Regions from separate parts of the Ovis canadensis genome. Here region 1 is linked to region 2. A link is a contact called in public Hi-C data. All regions are on one chromosome and are shown on one strand. Each heading gives the region's core, a stretch centred on a gene start, on an enhancer-like site or on the middle of the called end of the contact. The rest is flanking DNA. Distances are from core to core; before and after follow the strand shown.

Region 1 (7,248 bases), core at 2,407-4,906, 130 kb before region 2:
TCGTCTGTGAGTTTTGGCCAGGAGACTTTACTTTCTGGTCTGTCAAATGGGCTGAGAGCAAAGCCTGCCCCCAGGGGGCTGCCATGAGGAGTGGTCTGGGGTATAGGGGCCCTCAATGTGTCTGATAACTCCCATGTTCCCTCAGGGGGGCAAGGAGTACCTGATGCGCGCCCACTTTGGCCTCCCCAGCGTGGAGAAGGAGGAAGTAGAGGGCCGGCCCCCCATTGGGGTGAAGTTTGAGATCCCCTATTTCACTGTCTCTGGGATCCAGGTGAGGGAAGGGGGCAGGGTGGTTCCTCTTCTTGACCTTGGTGGGTCCCCCTTACTCTCATCTCTTGGCTTGGACCACCTCCGTTCCCTGGCTTGTCTCATCTCCTCCTTTATAATCATTCTTGTTTTTTCCTGGAACAGTGTTGCTTTTTCTTTAAACAAACATTTTAATGTCAACTTTTGGGTGCGCTGGGTTTTCGTTGTTGTGTGTGAGCTTTCTCTAGTTTCAGTGAGTCGGGGCTATTTTTTTAAATTGCGGTGGCTTCTCTTGTTGCAAAGCATGGGTTCTAGAGCCCGAGGGTTTGAGTAGTTGCAGAATGCAGGCTCAGTAGTTGCAGAGCACAGGCTTAGTTGTTCCTTGGCATGTGGGATCTTCCTGGACCAAGGAAGATCCCACATGTCGCACATCCCCCAAACCCAAGTCCCCTGCATTGGCAGGCAGATTCTGTTTTTCAAAAATGATTTTATTTTATTTTTGGCTGGGCTGGGTCTTCACTGCTGCACGGACTTTTCTCTAGTCGTAGTGTGTGGGCTGCTCACCGGTGGCTTCTCTCGTGGAGCGCGGGTTCTAGGTGCACAGGCTTCAGCAGTTGCAGCACGTGGCCTCACTAATTGCGGCTCCTGGGCTCTAGGGCACAGACTCAGTAGTTGTGGCGCATGGGCTTAGATGACCCAGGGCATGTGGGATCCTCCCAGATCGGGGATTGAACCCGAGTCTCCTGTGTTGGCAGGCAGATTCTTAACACTGAGCCACCAGGGAAGTCTCACAGTGTTGCTTTTTCTGCTCTCAGCCTGGGTCCCCTTCCCCTCCCCCCTGGCTTTGCCCTGTGCCTAAACTGCATTGGGTCAATTCTCTTAGGACGTGCCATCTTTCCCACTGTCCTGGACCACCTGATCTCCCCACACACATACACTGTCCTGGTCACATCTTTGTCCTGAGCCTTGTTACTTCATTCCTCCCAGGCTGTGCTTTCTTATTCCCGGAAGTTGTGTTATTTATGTTCCCCTGGCCCCAGCCTGCTCTGTCCCCCCTACCCTGGGCCACCTCCTTTCATCCCTTTCCAGGTCCGATACATGAAGATCATTGAGAAGAGTGGTTACCAGGCCCTGCCCTGGGTCCGCTATATCACCCAGAGTGGCGGTAAGGTGGCCCGGCTCCCTGAGATGACAGGGACAAGGAGATGAATGGGCATGGTCTTGGGGCTTTGAAACATCTTGTCTCAGAGAGCTCCAAAACCGACAGGCGTGGCCCTCAGGTCTATCCTATCTTTGTCAGTGTGCCCTCCCGAGTCTCGGTTTGCCTATCTTTAAAATGGGGACAGTTGCCAGTTCCAGGGTGGTGGTGGTGGGGTTTGGATAAGCAACTGAACACACAGCAGCCCCGTCTGTTGCCTGGAGACAGGCATGTTGCTGTGGTTACAGTCGCCATGTTTGAGCCCATCCTTAGCCCTGTTACAAACTTGTGGGGTTGATCATGAGCACTGGGGAAGGGGATGGGTTGTGGGTGGGGGTGCTGTCCTGTCTCCTTCCCCCAATTCTGAGATGGTCCCTGCTCATTGTTTCCCTACAGATTATCAACTTCGTACCAGCTAGAAGGGAGAAGTGGGGGCCTGAACCTGGGCTGTCTTCTCCCCAGGCCCCACTGCAGCCTCCACTAAAGAAGGAGGGAAGACGGGGTGTGTGTGTGTGAGGGCAGCTCTTGAATTACTGGTTTGTTACTCCCAGCACCTGACTTGCTCCTACCCATTTCCTTTACTGGTAGGCTGGGAGTGATAATCTCCAGCTCTCAGACTCTCACCCCTCCCCCTCCCCCAGTTTTATATGAAGAAATAGAAGAGGGGCTTGAAGTCCCCTTCATGAGTGCCTTTTTGCAGTGACCTGCCTTAGGAGGCGTGGGGAGTCCCTCCTCCACTGCTGCTGAGCCCAGAGGCCCCACTGGCCCATTTCTGAGTTTTAGGATGGCATTAAAAAGATGAATCTAGCTGCTGTTATGTACTTTTTGGCTGGGGGCTGGGGATGTCAGAGGTGCCCCTGGGGTGCTGGGAAAAGAGTGGGCAACATATCCATTTCTCAGCCCTGGTCATCTCTCAGCTGGGCCCTCGCAATTGCTCCCACCTTGGTCTCCCAGGCTCTGGGCTTCCCTCTCCCATGACAGCCAGTTCCCATCATAGCCACCAGAGGGCGCCTATTAACTCCTAAACTAGACCGTGGCTCCTCAATACAGAAGCTTCCCAGGGTTCCACCCATTGATTTCTGTCGTTTTGAGCAGCTTGAGGGACCGTAGTTCCCCGACCAGGGATTGAACCTGGACCCCCTGCAGCAGATGCGCGGAGTCTTAACCACTGGACCGCCAGGGAAATTCCCCATTCTTTTTAAAAAGTAAAAGTGCTCACCACAGCCCACACACCTGTTCACCCCTCACCTCCTCCCCCTTCTCTCCCTCTCTATACCTCGCTCTTCCTGGACTTACTAGACATGGTTACAGCTCAGGGCCTTGGAATCTGTAGCGCCTCCACCTGGTATGTTTTTCCTGAGAGACACACGGCTCCTTCCCTCACCTTCAGGTCTCAAATCAAATGTCACCTTCTTAGGGTGGCCATGCCCGACCTCTCTATTTCAAAGCCTTCATTTCCCAAGACACCATTATTTATCTCATTTTGTCAGCTCCACAGTGTATAGCACTCTGAAAATATTTATTGTCGTCTCCAGCTCTAAAAGGTAAGTATCCAACAGTCAGGAGGCACCTGGCTTGCTTTCTACTGGGGTGCATAGTACACAGTAGCAGGTCGGTAAATGTGTGAAGGCCCCGCTATTGAAGGCCTCTGTTAAGAGCCTGCGACGCGACTCTCGCCTCCCAGTCTCACCCACGTGGCAGCTGGTGAATGAACTTTCTTCCACACCCTTGCATTTGCTGTGCCAGGGCTGGCGCAATCTGAGCCAAACGTGATTCCTTTTTCACTCACCCCATTTCCATGCTTTATTTTCCTCACGGTGCTTAACACTAAAATTACTCAGTAGCTCGAATGCAGGACCCCCAGCGCCAGGAACGGCTCCAGCACACAGTGAGTGAATGAAATAAAGCACTTTGCACAGTAAGAACTAACGAATATTATCGCACCGCATAACTCCAAACTGGGCGGTCCCAGCCCTGCCTCCTTTTCCCTCGGAAGTGCCGAGGTCCCGGAGCAGCCCGCGCTACCCTGCGCCTGACCTTTCTCCCCTGGGTCAGTTAAACGGGCCCTCTTTCCCGCCCGCCCGTCGCTTTTGAAAAACCGAAAACCCCGCCATTGTTCGCGGTTCACCGGTCGCCGCAGTTTGTCCAATCAGAAGCGGGCCCGCCCACGCCGGCGCCCAAAGCCTCCCTGGCAACGCGTGGCCATTGGCTGCGCTGGCAAGGAGGGCGGAGCACTACAGGGTCGGGAGCCGGGCATCGCAGCTGGGCTACAACGTAGCAAGTTCATAAGAAAACAAATCCGCGGAGAGCTCTGGCTCCGCCCCCTAGCGGCCTGCTCCGCAGCGGCGGAGACGCTGGCTCAGAACAGACCCCGCCCGAAGAGGAGGAGGGAGGGTGAGTTGGGGGGAGACCCGGCCCCCAAGGGGCGGGCGCCGGGCAGGGCCCAGCGGGCTAGCGGAGGGTTGGGCCTGGGCTCTCAGCCCCTCTCTACCCACCGGCTGACAGGGGGAGGAGCCGGCCGGGAGGGCGGGGGTCGCGCCCGAGACCCGGACAGGAGAGTCCGACCTCCTTGCAGGCCGGCGACGCTGCGGGAGGGCTGTTCGGGCTAGCGCCGGTGGGCTCCCCCTCACTGACCGCCGCGGGGTGGGGCGGGGGGCTTCGCAGGCCGCCAGTATCGACATGCTGCTGGAAGAGGTCCACGCCGGCGACCGGCTGAGCGGGGCGGCGGCCCGAGGAGACGTGCAGGAGGTGCGCCGCCTTCTGCACCGCGAGCTGGTGCACCCAGACGTTCTGAACCGCTTTGGCAAGACGGCGCTGCAGGTGAGCCCGGGCAGGCCCGCAGACCCCTTCCCTCTTCTCTCCTTGTTCCCGTTGGTAGCCGACTGAGGTCTGTTCCTGCGTCTCTGGGCTGACTTGGCTCCCTAATGTCCCCTTTCTTAGGTGGGTGGTGGATGGGGTTAGGTTGGGGGGAGGGGAGAGCTTTCCATCTTTGGAGGATTCCTTGTTCTCTGATTGCGAAGGATTCAGTTTCCCTGGAGAAGTTCTTATTCCCTGGGTGAGGGTTCACCTTCTTTGGATCCGAGTTTCATGAGGGCAGCTCCAATGTCTTGGAGCATCTATGGACGATCCGACCGCAGGAAGGAAGGATTCCTGTTTCCAAGGTGTACCCATTTTCAGGGGGTTCTCTGCGAGGTATCCAGTTTCCTGTGGGGGAGAATCTCTATTCCCGCGGGGTTTTCTTACTGGCATATTTGGGGAGGGGGATACCAATAAGGGAGTAGTCACAGATTACATGGGAGTCCGTGTTCCCTTGGGGACATTTACAAAAGGGGAACCCCATTTCATCAGAAAGGATCCCTACTATATGGGAGGGGGAAATTCCTTGGAGGAGTTTTAAATTCCCTGGCCATCTCCATTTCCTGGAGGGGACTGTTCTCTGAGGTCTGTTTCCTGGTGGGGTTCATAGTTCCTGATGATTTCCCATCTGTGGGGAGAAGTGTCTCTGGTTCCTTGGGGGAGGGTCTTAGTTTCCTTCAAAATTTCCACGGGGGTATACCCTAGCGGGGGGCGGGGGGTGACCAGTTTTTTGAAGTTCCTTATTCCCGGGAGATCTTGTTCTCTGGGGTCTCAACAGCTGCCTGAAAGTTTTTGTTCCCCGGAGTTTTTCCTTCTCTTGAGAACCTTGTATCTGGCATTCTCAACTCCCGAATGACCCCTCTCTCCAGTCACCCGTTTCCCCAGACCTCCTCCTTTGGAGACTCCCTGACCCTTCTCTACCCCCATCCCCCCCACCAGGTCATGATGTTCGGCAGTCCCACCATTGCCCTGGAACTCCTGAAGCAAGGCGCCAGCCCCAACGTCCAGGACGCCTCGGGCACCACTCCGGCCCACGATGCAGCCCGCACTGGATTCCTTGACACCCTAAAAGTGCTGGTGGAGCACGGTGCCGATGTCAACGCACCCGATGGCACCGGGGCGCTCCCCATCCACCTGGCAGTGAGAGAGGGCCACACCCCTGTGGTCAGCTTCCTGGCTGCCGAGTCTGATCTCCATCACAGGGACGCCAGGGGGCTCACACCCCTAGAGCTGGCACGGGGGAGAGGGGCCCAAGAGCTCATGGACATACTGCAGCGGCACACAGTGGCACCCCTGTGACCTGGGGCCACCCACTCCAGCAGCAGGACCCAGCTGAGTTCTGTGTCAGAAGAGGGAAGAAACACTTTCTCCTTTTGCTCCTCCTGCCCGCGGCCGAGGGGCACCGGTTTGTGGCTTGTTGGTGTTGATTTCTGGGGTGTGTGTGTTTGACGTGCATTTCTCGTTTTTTTTTCTCACCCCTTTCGGTGTGTTGGGCAGAGAAGGGCTCCTAGAGGCAACAGCCACCTGAACGGTTCACTTTCCTCCACGCCTACAGACTGAGTCCCAAGGGCAGAGCGTTTAAAACCCCAGCCCTCGAGAGTGAGGGAGTGAGGTCATCTCTTCCAAGGCTCTTGGAACCTGTCGACCTTGGCCGGCTTACGGAGAGAGACCTCAAGTGTGCACACTGCTTTCCGGCATGGGGGAGGGGGGAGTGTTCCAAATCGATAAAAGGGTAGTATGAGTTCATTCATATTTTGTTGAAAGCTTCATTTCCAGTCCCTTTGTACAGCGTTTAAAAAAAAAGTCTATTTATTAAGCTTTATAGAAAATATTGTTGTGTGTGTAATTTAATGTTTTTACCCATTAAATTAAGACTTGTGCATGACCACAGCTCTAGTGGCTTGTCATTTTTGATACGCGATGGAGAGTCGCGTATCCAGGATGTTTGTGGGGATGGGCCCTGGGGGTCGAGGATCGTGGATGCTTTGGAGGAGGGGAGAGAGTGGTAATTCCCAGGGCGCCAGGGGTGAGTGAGTTGGGTGGGGCAGCGGTTTACGCTGTCGGAACGGAAGGGAGGCAGGAAACCGCGAGTGGAGAAAGGGCCCCCAGATGTCAGCTGGGTGCCGGGAGCCCCGAGGGTGGGGGAGTGGGATGGGCGGTGGCTGCAGCCTTCCCCGCAGAGGCGTGGCTCGTGGGCGGGGACTGCGGTCCCAGGGCCAGGGATCCCGGAAGGGCCCGGGGCAAGGTTCTGGGCGGCCCAGGAGGCTCCGCCCCTATTTAAAGTAAACTGTGCGTAGCCCCGCCTCCAGGGAGGCGGTGCTTTCCTGACGCGTGCGCAGTGGGTCGGAGAGCAGCCATGCCGGAGCCGCGCGGGTCGTCGCCCCTGCGGGTGAACGCGGCGTTTGCGGCGAGGTACGGCCGCTACCGTGAGCGAGAGGAGCTGCAGCGGCGTGAGTGCGGGGCGCATGCGCGTGGGGAGCCGGCGCCTGTTGGGGAATCTGCAGGTGGGCCTTGATCTGGTCCCCCAGGCTCACCTGGGTGGGGGGCTCGCATCTTTGTCCCACAGTGAAAGATCGCTACGGAGACCGGCGCAGCGGCAGCGACTCCAGCTCCGAATCTGATTCCAGCGACGAGCACGTGGTGAGCTTCTCCGCCTCCGTTCCGGAGTTGCGGGAGGTGTCCAGGGGCGTGTCTCATCCTGGCCCGGACTTACAAGGGGCAACTAACCTCCAACCCCATTGCGCCTTCAATCCCTGACAGTCTAACCATTTCTCCCTGTCTGCCTCTGTTCCCAAAATGGGGCATCCCTCTGCCACGTGGAGCACCCATCTTTTCCCCACACCAGCTCTGATCTTCCCAGACTCACTGAGCCATCCATCCCTTCCTTTGTTTTTCATATGCCTTCGCTGCCACCTGCCCCTGTATCATCCATCCCGTATTGATTCCAG
Region 2 (7,613 bases), core at 1,123-3,622:
GGACACCCTCTCCTGAAATCACTCTCCATGCCTCATGGAATTTTAGTCTTCACAGTCTAAAATCACTGAGGGGATTTCTCTGTTCACATACTGATCTTGCTCCCTCAGCAGTCTCCAGGGTCAGCCAAGCCGGGACCCAGCTTCTCTTTGGTTGCTGTAGTCTGACCACCCAGCCACAGGGCCCTGACATACAGTAGGCACTTGGGAAATACGTGTGGAATGAGCTTGAAAATAAATGACGGACTAATGTAGACTGGAAAACAAGACCTCCCCTAATCCTGGGTGAGTCATCACCCACTTTGCAGATGAGGAAATTGAGACTCAGGAAGGCAAACCGTTTGCCCAGTCCCACAACCGCAGCTAAGCAGTGTGTGGCTGTGGGATGCAGCAGAGGAAGCTTGGGAGCCCAGAGGAGCATTCCCAGACCCCCACCCCCACCCCAGAGTTGCCACACATCCAGCTGGAGATGCGCTGATGGGGGGTGGGTGGTTGGGAGGGCGAGGGACAGTGCGAAGCAACTCAGGGGTCTCTGTCTCAGTCCCCAGGAGTGGAGATGCTGTGTTGGCAGGAGATTAGTAAAAGCCTGGCGCTGATGGGGGAGCTTCCGGCGCCCTGTCCCCAATTCTGGGAGCTGGGGCTCCTGGGACCCTGATTCGTTGGGGCCGGGCAGCTCCGGTCTCCGAAGCTGGGTAGAGACATCCCCCGCCCCCACCTTTCCCCCCCTCCCCGAGCCTACCCGGGAATCCCGATTCGGGGTCCTCCCTATACACCCTCAGCCTGGAGGCCAGCCTGCAGCCCTCAACCGGCTACGTGGGGGGCCCTGCCTTTCTTGGGGAGCGATGGAATTCCCCCTTCCCCGCCCGGAGCCTCTCCCTCCCAGGGGCCAGGTCCCCCTCCCGGCCGCAGTCGTAGTCCAAAGCTTACCTTGCAGGGGGGCTGGGGAGGGGATGCCCCGCCCTCTCCGGCCTGGGGGGCGGGAGGGGACCGGGGTGTCCAGACCCTTTGTTTGCCGGGGTGTGTGTGTGTGTGTGTGTGTGTGTGTGTGTGTGTGTATGTGTGAGATCGGGAGCCCCGCTGGGATGTAGGTCCGTGCGCGCGCGTACCCGGGCCTTGACGGCCGCTGTGATGCTGAACCGCCAGGGTTGGAGGAGGAGGAGGAAAGGGGGACTCCCCCGCCCCCGCCCGCCTACTCGCGGGTTTGAATGGACCGTGAGGGGGAGGGGCAGCGGCGGGCGGGCGCTTTTGTCCGGATGGCCCCACCCCTTCCCGGGGCCGGGGAATCCCCCACACCCCACCCATTTAAAGATCTTTACTCCTTCCTCTCCAGCGTCCCCCCAAACGCCTGCTTGGTTGGGGGGAGTCTGGAAGAGGCGCCCTTCACTCAAGTGGCTGAATCTCTACCCATTCTCCCTGTCCCCCGCCCTGCGCCCTTTAATCTGAGATAATCCTGGCCCTAGGCTGCAACGCAGCCTTTTATCCCTGTATCAAAGCGTGGGTAGGGATACATGAAAATGTGTGGCTGCGGTCGCCCAAGCTCAGTGTAATGGAGTTCTTAGAGTCTGGAACGAGGAAGGGGATCCCAGACGAAAGAGGGAGGGACTGCGAGGAGTCCCAGAGTACCTCGACGGAGAAAGACCCCCTGCGTGCGCACTTCCAAGCTCTTCCACCCCTCCCCCACCTGGCGCGGGGCACCCGCACTGGCCGCTAGTTAGACACTAGCGACACCCAGCGGATGCATGGGGAGCCGCCGTAGACAAGCTAATGAGGCCCGTTAAGTGCGGTCGGGTGATTCCAGAGGGGGCGTGTATGCGCGAATCCCCGCTAAGGAGTGGCAGAAGATGGGGGAGGCAAGAGGGGAAGCTGTGGTCCGAGCCAGGGAAACACCAGGTCCCAAGGCAGGGCCACATCGCCCCCATCTCGACTCCTCGAGGGCAGGGCCACAACCTTCCTTCACTTAGACCCTCCTAGAGCAGGGCCTTGTACCCCTTGTACTGGGAAGGTCCTTTCCCATCAGGCACCATCTCCAGGACAAAGTTAAGTCCCTCTTCACAAAAGACGGGAGCGAGGTCTTTTCGCCGAGGCCGAGCCCCAGTAGTGGGCTCAGGCTGACGTCACTGTGGCGTGGCTAAGAGGACAATCCTCTTTTTCAGTCTCGCCAACTGCCCCCTCTCCCAAGGCTGCCGTAAACGCCCACCGTGGGGTAGCGGGAGATGAGGGGGGCTCGAGGTTGGAGAACCCACCCGTAATTCCCCAGGAAGGGCCTAGTGGAGGCCGGAAGCCGGATGGGGTGAGGTCTCAGCGGACTCCCGAGAGCCGGAACACGTGCGCAGGGCTCTTTAAGAACTTGGTCGCCAGTGCCGCTGCTGAGGTTACTAAGGATGTGACGTCACGCGAGGGAGGGGTGTAAGCGTCAGGGCGGAAGCGGAAGGGGCGGGGCTCCGCGGGCTGTGTCTCAGTGCTGCCGCTGCCGCCGCCGCCGTCGCCGTCACCGCTACCAGAACCCTGGAGGGCTGGGCCCCGAGGCAAGATGGTGGACTACAGCGTGTGGGACCACATCGAGGTGTCTGATGATGAAGACGAGACGCACCCCAACATCGACACCGCTAGCCTCTTCCGCTGGCGGCACCAGGTAGAGCTCGCGCGCCCAGCCCCTTCCCCCACTCCCGGGACTCCGCTTCAGAGTTCTGACCCCCTGATACTGCCGGGGGGGCACCAGCCATTGATACCTGGGATTGCCCCCTACAGCCTGGACTTTCCGAATAGCCTAGGGTTCTTCGATTCAATTCCGGGGCCATAGAATTGCCGGGACCCCTGAGTTCCTTGCCCGCGATGCCGGCGCCGCCCCCCACCCCCACCCCCACCGCCCCGCGCTTCCAGTTTCTTCTTGAAACGCCAGGTTGACCTGTACGGTATATTTTTAGAATTTAGACTGCCAAGACAAGCTTTTGACGTGCCTCCCAATCCTGCTTGGGATCTTCCATTTACACCCAGATTTCTACCTCAGAATCTGGATCCTGAACCTAGTCGGGTACCCAGTTAAGATCTTGGCTGTTCCATGGCTCCTCCTAACCCCTGTGCTCAGTCGCTTCAGTCGTGTCCAACTCTGTGACCCCATGGACTGTAGCCCGCCAGGCTTCTCTGTCCGTGAGATTCTCCAGGCAAGAATACTGGAGTCGTTTGGCATTTCCTTTTCCATGGGATCTTCTCGATCCAGGGATCTTTTATGTCTCCTGCATTGGCAGGCAGGCTCTTTACCACTGGCCCCGTCTGGAAGTCCTCCAAAACCCTAGAGTTCCCAATAGTTTAAGTCTGTTCTGCGACCTGCTTTTCTGGATCCTTATGGTTCAGATCCAGAAGTCTTACTCCTCTGAATAAAATAATTCTGTCTTCCCCTGAGATTTCTGTTCCAGGCTTGGGACTCCAACCCACACCCAGGACCCCTCCCCTAGAACAAAGATTGGTACCCCCTCCCCCCAAGGCCCTCAGTCTCATCTAGGCCTGGAATTTTGAAACTTGGGTCCTGTTCAGAATGAACCACCACCTCCACCCTGATGGAGCCTCCAATTCCGGAGGCTCTTCTTTAGCCTCTGGTACTGTTAGACCCAATTTCCCATTACATCAGGAAACCCTACCCACGTGGCTTCCTGCCCAGCCAGAACCCCTGCCCCTCCTTGGTACCTCACACCCAGTCCCCGCCCACCCCCAAGACAGACTTCCAGTGGGAACCTTTGCCAGCTTCAGAATGCCACATTCAAACCCAAGTCCAGGACCCAAATCCATCCCATCTCCCTTCTGACCCAAACTTGGTGTGCTATTCTCAGACATCCACAATGACCCTGCTGTTACAAGGAACCCACCCATCCTGATTCCAGATTCACCGCCCCTTCTTTTATCTATTTTCCCCCAAATACAGACCCCCAGAATCCCAAGTCTGTATGTTCTTTCGACAACCTGCAACCCCACCCCCCACCCCCGCAGCCGCTCAGCTGTGCTCACAGACCAACAGAATGGCTCTCCTGAGACCTTGTGTGCTAACTTCTTGCTCCACCAACTCAGAGCTCCTACACCCACATTCCAGGGGCTGCTTTGCTCTCACACTTATGGAATATACCTTCTAGAACTTTCCAGTTAGGAAAACCTCATTCTGTCTTCCCATGTATCAGCTTGCAGTTGTTTATCCAGAAACACCTAGAAGTGCCCTTCCTCATCCTGCTGAGATACAGTATCCGTGCCTACATCTAGTCCCAGTTCTGGGTCCAACCCATTACTTAAAGCAGCAGCCTCCTGGCTAGGGCTTCCCTGGTGGCTCAGATGGTAAAGAATCTGCCTGCGGTGCAGGAGACCCAGCTTCAATCCCTGGGTGGGGAATATCTCCTGGAGTAGGGAATAGTGACCACTCCAGTATTCTTGCCTGGAGGGAGAATCCCATGGACAGAGAAGCCTGGTGGACTACAGTCCATGGGGTTGCAAAGAGTCGGATACGATTAAGCGACTAACCCTTTCACCTGGCTAGTGTACCTGGTGGGCAAGCCACTGGAGTGGAAAAAGAAAGTTCTAGTATTTCTCTCTTGCCATATGTGACATTTTATGATGAAATATTGAAGCTCTCCGCAAAGCTTTAAAGCTCATTCTCGGGAACACCTATTCTTGTCACGAAGTTGATCTCTATCACCAGGTTTGGTCCTGCTGGTTTGGGAGGCCATGCCCGCTCTCATACAGCGTCCTCCTCTCACCACGCCCTACTCCCTCCTGGCGCAAAACCTTTCCCTGTCCAACCGCTGAGGACCCAGGGCTGTCGTGGAGATGAGTGGAGGCAGGGAGCCTGGTGTCTCCAGCACGAGGTTCAGCTGCCAGTGACTGGCAGCCTGGGCTCCAGCCCTGCCACAGGACCATCACTGCTTTGGGGGAGCGAGCCCTCCGCCTCCATGAGACTGTCGTGAAAATGAAATGAGATTAGATCTTGAAAGAACTTGGCTCGGCGCCTGGGAGGAAAGAGTAAGCAATACCAAGAGTGGAAGAGGGGATTAGCCAAAAGGTAGCCTGGTACCCTTGTGAGCGCAGGCCTGCCCGACTGGGTTCATATCCTGCTCCTTCTGCATATCACTGACTTGCTGTGATCCAGTGAGGGTTTTTTTTTTTTTTTTTTAAATTAATTTGACCGCACAGGGTCTTAGTTATAGTGTGCTGGATCTTTAGTTGCAGCATGTGGAATCTATTAATAGTTCCCCGACCGGAGATCGAACTGGGGCCCCTTGCATTGAGAGCACAGAGTCTTAGCCACTGAACCACCAGGGAAGTCCCCGGAAGTGAGTTTTGATCGCTGTGTGCCTCAGTTTCCCCAGTTGGCAGTCTTAATAGTACCCACCCAATAGGCTTGTGAGAGCCACCTTATGAATTTAACATGTGTACTGCTTGCAAGACAACACTGGAACATAATAAGCTTTGTGGAAACTTTAGCTCCTGTCATCATCATTGCTTGGATAATTCATGCTCATGGTAAAAAATAAAAACTAATCCCAAGGCTCCAGAAGGGGACAAGTGAGTCTTCCCAGTTCCAGCTCCCTGGCTCCCTTGGCCAGAAACAGCTGCCAACCCTGGTTTCTTGTGGCTCCTTTCAGTGAGCCAGGCGGCATCCAGGTTCTGTGAGCCTTGGGTGCCCCTGTCTCTGTGTAAGGCAGGGAACAGGGACGCCTGTGGCCCCTTCTCGCCACAGCTTTCTGCCCTGCCCAGCCTGACAGCCTCTCCCGGAGGTGTAAAGCCCAGGTCAGGCAGGCTGCCACCCCCAGCAGTTCCACGAGGCCTTTATTTAGCTTTGGCCTCCCTGGCGGCTGCTCAGAGGATGCTGGAGGATTTTGATGGCCACCTAGCAGACACCAGCAGTGTGGTAGGTTCCTGCTATCCCCTGAGGCCAGCGGTGATGCTAATAACCCCTCTCAAGGCAGGGGGAAGGTTTCAGAAGGACACAGGCCTGTCGTGAAAAAAGGGAGGCAGTAGCGGCTGCAAGGCCTTAAGGGTCTTGTCCACCCCTTAAACAAATGGGAAAAGTGAGGCTCATGATTGGTCATGTCAGTCCAGTGGGGTGTGAGAGAAGGGCTCGGGTCTCCCGGCACTCACCCATGAGTGCCTGGAGTCAGCAAACCATTCTGGTGACCGTGGCCATGGCGGTGGTGAGGACAGGATGTTGCCAGCGGTTTCCTTGAGGTAACTCATTTAATCCTCACAACAGCCCTGTGAGGCCCCATTTCATAGGGCTTCCCAGGTGGCGCTGGTGGTAAAGAACCCGTCTGCCAGTGCAGGAGACACCAGAGTTGTGGGTTCAATCCCTGGTTGTGGAAGATTCCCTGGAGAAGGAAATGGCAATCCGGAGGAGCCTGGCGGGCTGCAGTCCATAGGGTCACGAGAAGTCGGAAACGACTGAAGCGATTTAGCACACCCATTTCATAGAGGGGGACACCAAGGCAGGGGGAGGTGTTAGCGACTTTGCTAAGGTCACACTGCCAGTAGGTGTGGAGCTGGGTGCTCTGATGCAGTAGCAACTGCTCCCAGTTACCAGGCATGTACCGGGTATCGAGCTGAGCACTTGAAGTGCACTTCTTGTTTGAGCCCCAGTACCGTCCCCAGAAAGGGAGACCGTCCCGTTGGGCAGACAGTGATGACAGCAGCCCGTGTGGTCATGGGCTGACTGCACGTCCAGCACAGCTCTGGCTGTACAGCCTCTTTTGTGTCTTCCAATGCAAGCTCGTGAGGTTGGCACTGTTTTCTGCCTCTGACAGATGAGGAAACTGAGGTTTGGGGATTGGCCCAGAGACTCCCGGCCATTATGTGGTGGCCATGGGGTATGACCCCCGGTTTGGGGTCTCAAGGCTTTCCATCAGCGTCTCATCGTGTCACCTGATGACCACCGAGGGGCCTTTGGGGCTCAGTGATTCTAGGGGTCTCGCACTTGGGGAAGGCTTTATTGAAGCTGAGACTTATGGACAAAGCAGATGGAGCGAGGGGAGTTCCAGCAAGGAGGAACAGCATGTGCAGAGGCTAAGAGGCAGGAGAGAGCTGGTCCATTTGGGGAGCCACGAGGGCGGCGTTGGTCTGAGACCCAGCCCCTCAAGGAACATTGGTGCCGTCTGGGCAGCTTGGGGCAGGAATTTGGGGTCCCATCTGAACAGGGAGGGCTGTGGTCAGATGGGTGCGTTTCCAGGAATCCCCTGGCAGCTTCTGAGCCTGGAGTGGGGAGATGGTGATGGCATCTCTCAGGGTTCAGTGTGTGGCTCTGGGTTGAGGAGATGCTGCGGGGAACCAGGGGCAGGTGATGGAAAGCCGTGGCACCTCTCAGGGTTCAGGCCGTGGCTCTGGGTTGAGCAGACATTGCAGGGAGCTGGGGGAGGTGATGGGGAACTGGGGCAGGGGTGGACAGTGACAGAGCCCTGTGATCCATTGAGGGGTCTGGATGAGGAAGCTGAGCTGACGTGCCATCACTGAGCTTGGGGTTCAGCAGAAGAGTTCTGAGGAGCAGCGTCTAGGATGGGGGTATACAGGAGTCTGGTGGGTCTGCCCCACACTGGGCTCCAGAGGCGTGCTGGCCTGGAGATAGCTTAGTGGGCCCTGCGGATCCAGGT

What was found. Hi-C and Micro-C count contacts between places; a contact is called where the count stands out from the background.
Region 1: a contact with region 2 is called in a Hi-C map of lung, with 5 times the contacts expected there. The contact joins the promoter of CDKN2D here to the promoter of CDC37 in region 2. A contact is called at or near these places in 2 of 2 Hi-C or Micro-C datasets (fibroblasts and lung).

What each region holds. Positions count from the first base shown.
Region 1 is chr5:27,786,034-27,793,281 of ARS-UI_OviCan_v2, reverse strand. It overlaps CDKN2D (cyclin dependent kinase inhibitor 2D), which reads left to right and starts at 3,656. Exons shown (of 3, transcript XM_069591081.1): 1 at 3,656-3,838; 2 at 4,109-4,264; 3 at 5,240-6,190. The coding sequence starts at 4,124. The coding sequence ends at 5,599. KRI1 (KRI1 homolog) reads left to right here and starts at 6,575. Exons shown (of 19, transcript XM_069591057.1): 1 at 6,575-6,750; 2 at 6,867-6,940. The coding sequence starts at 6,657. It overlaps AP1M2 (adaptor related protein complex 1 subunit mu 2), which reads left to right. Exons shown (of 14, transcript XM_069591079.1): 12 at 146-271; 13 at 1,336-1,411; 14 at 1,841-2,251. The coding sequence ends at 1,863.
Region 2 is chr5:27,650,771-27,658,383 of ARS-UI_OviCan_v2, reverse strand. It overlaps CDC37 (cell division cycle 37, HSP90 cochaperone), which reads left to right and starts at 2,372. Exons shown (of 8, transcript XM_069589231.1): 1 at 2,372-2,629. The coding sequence starts at 2,528.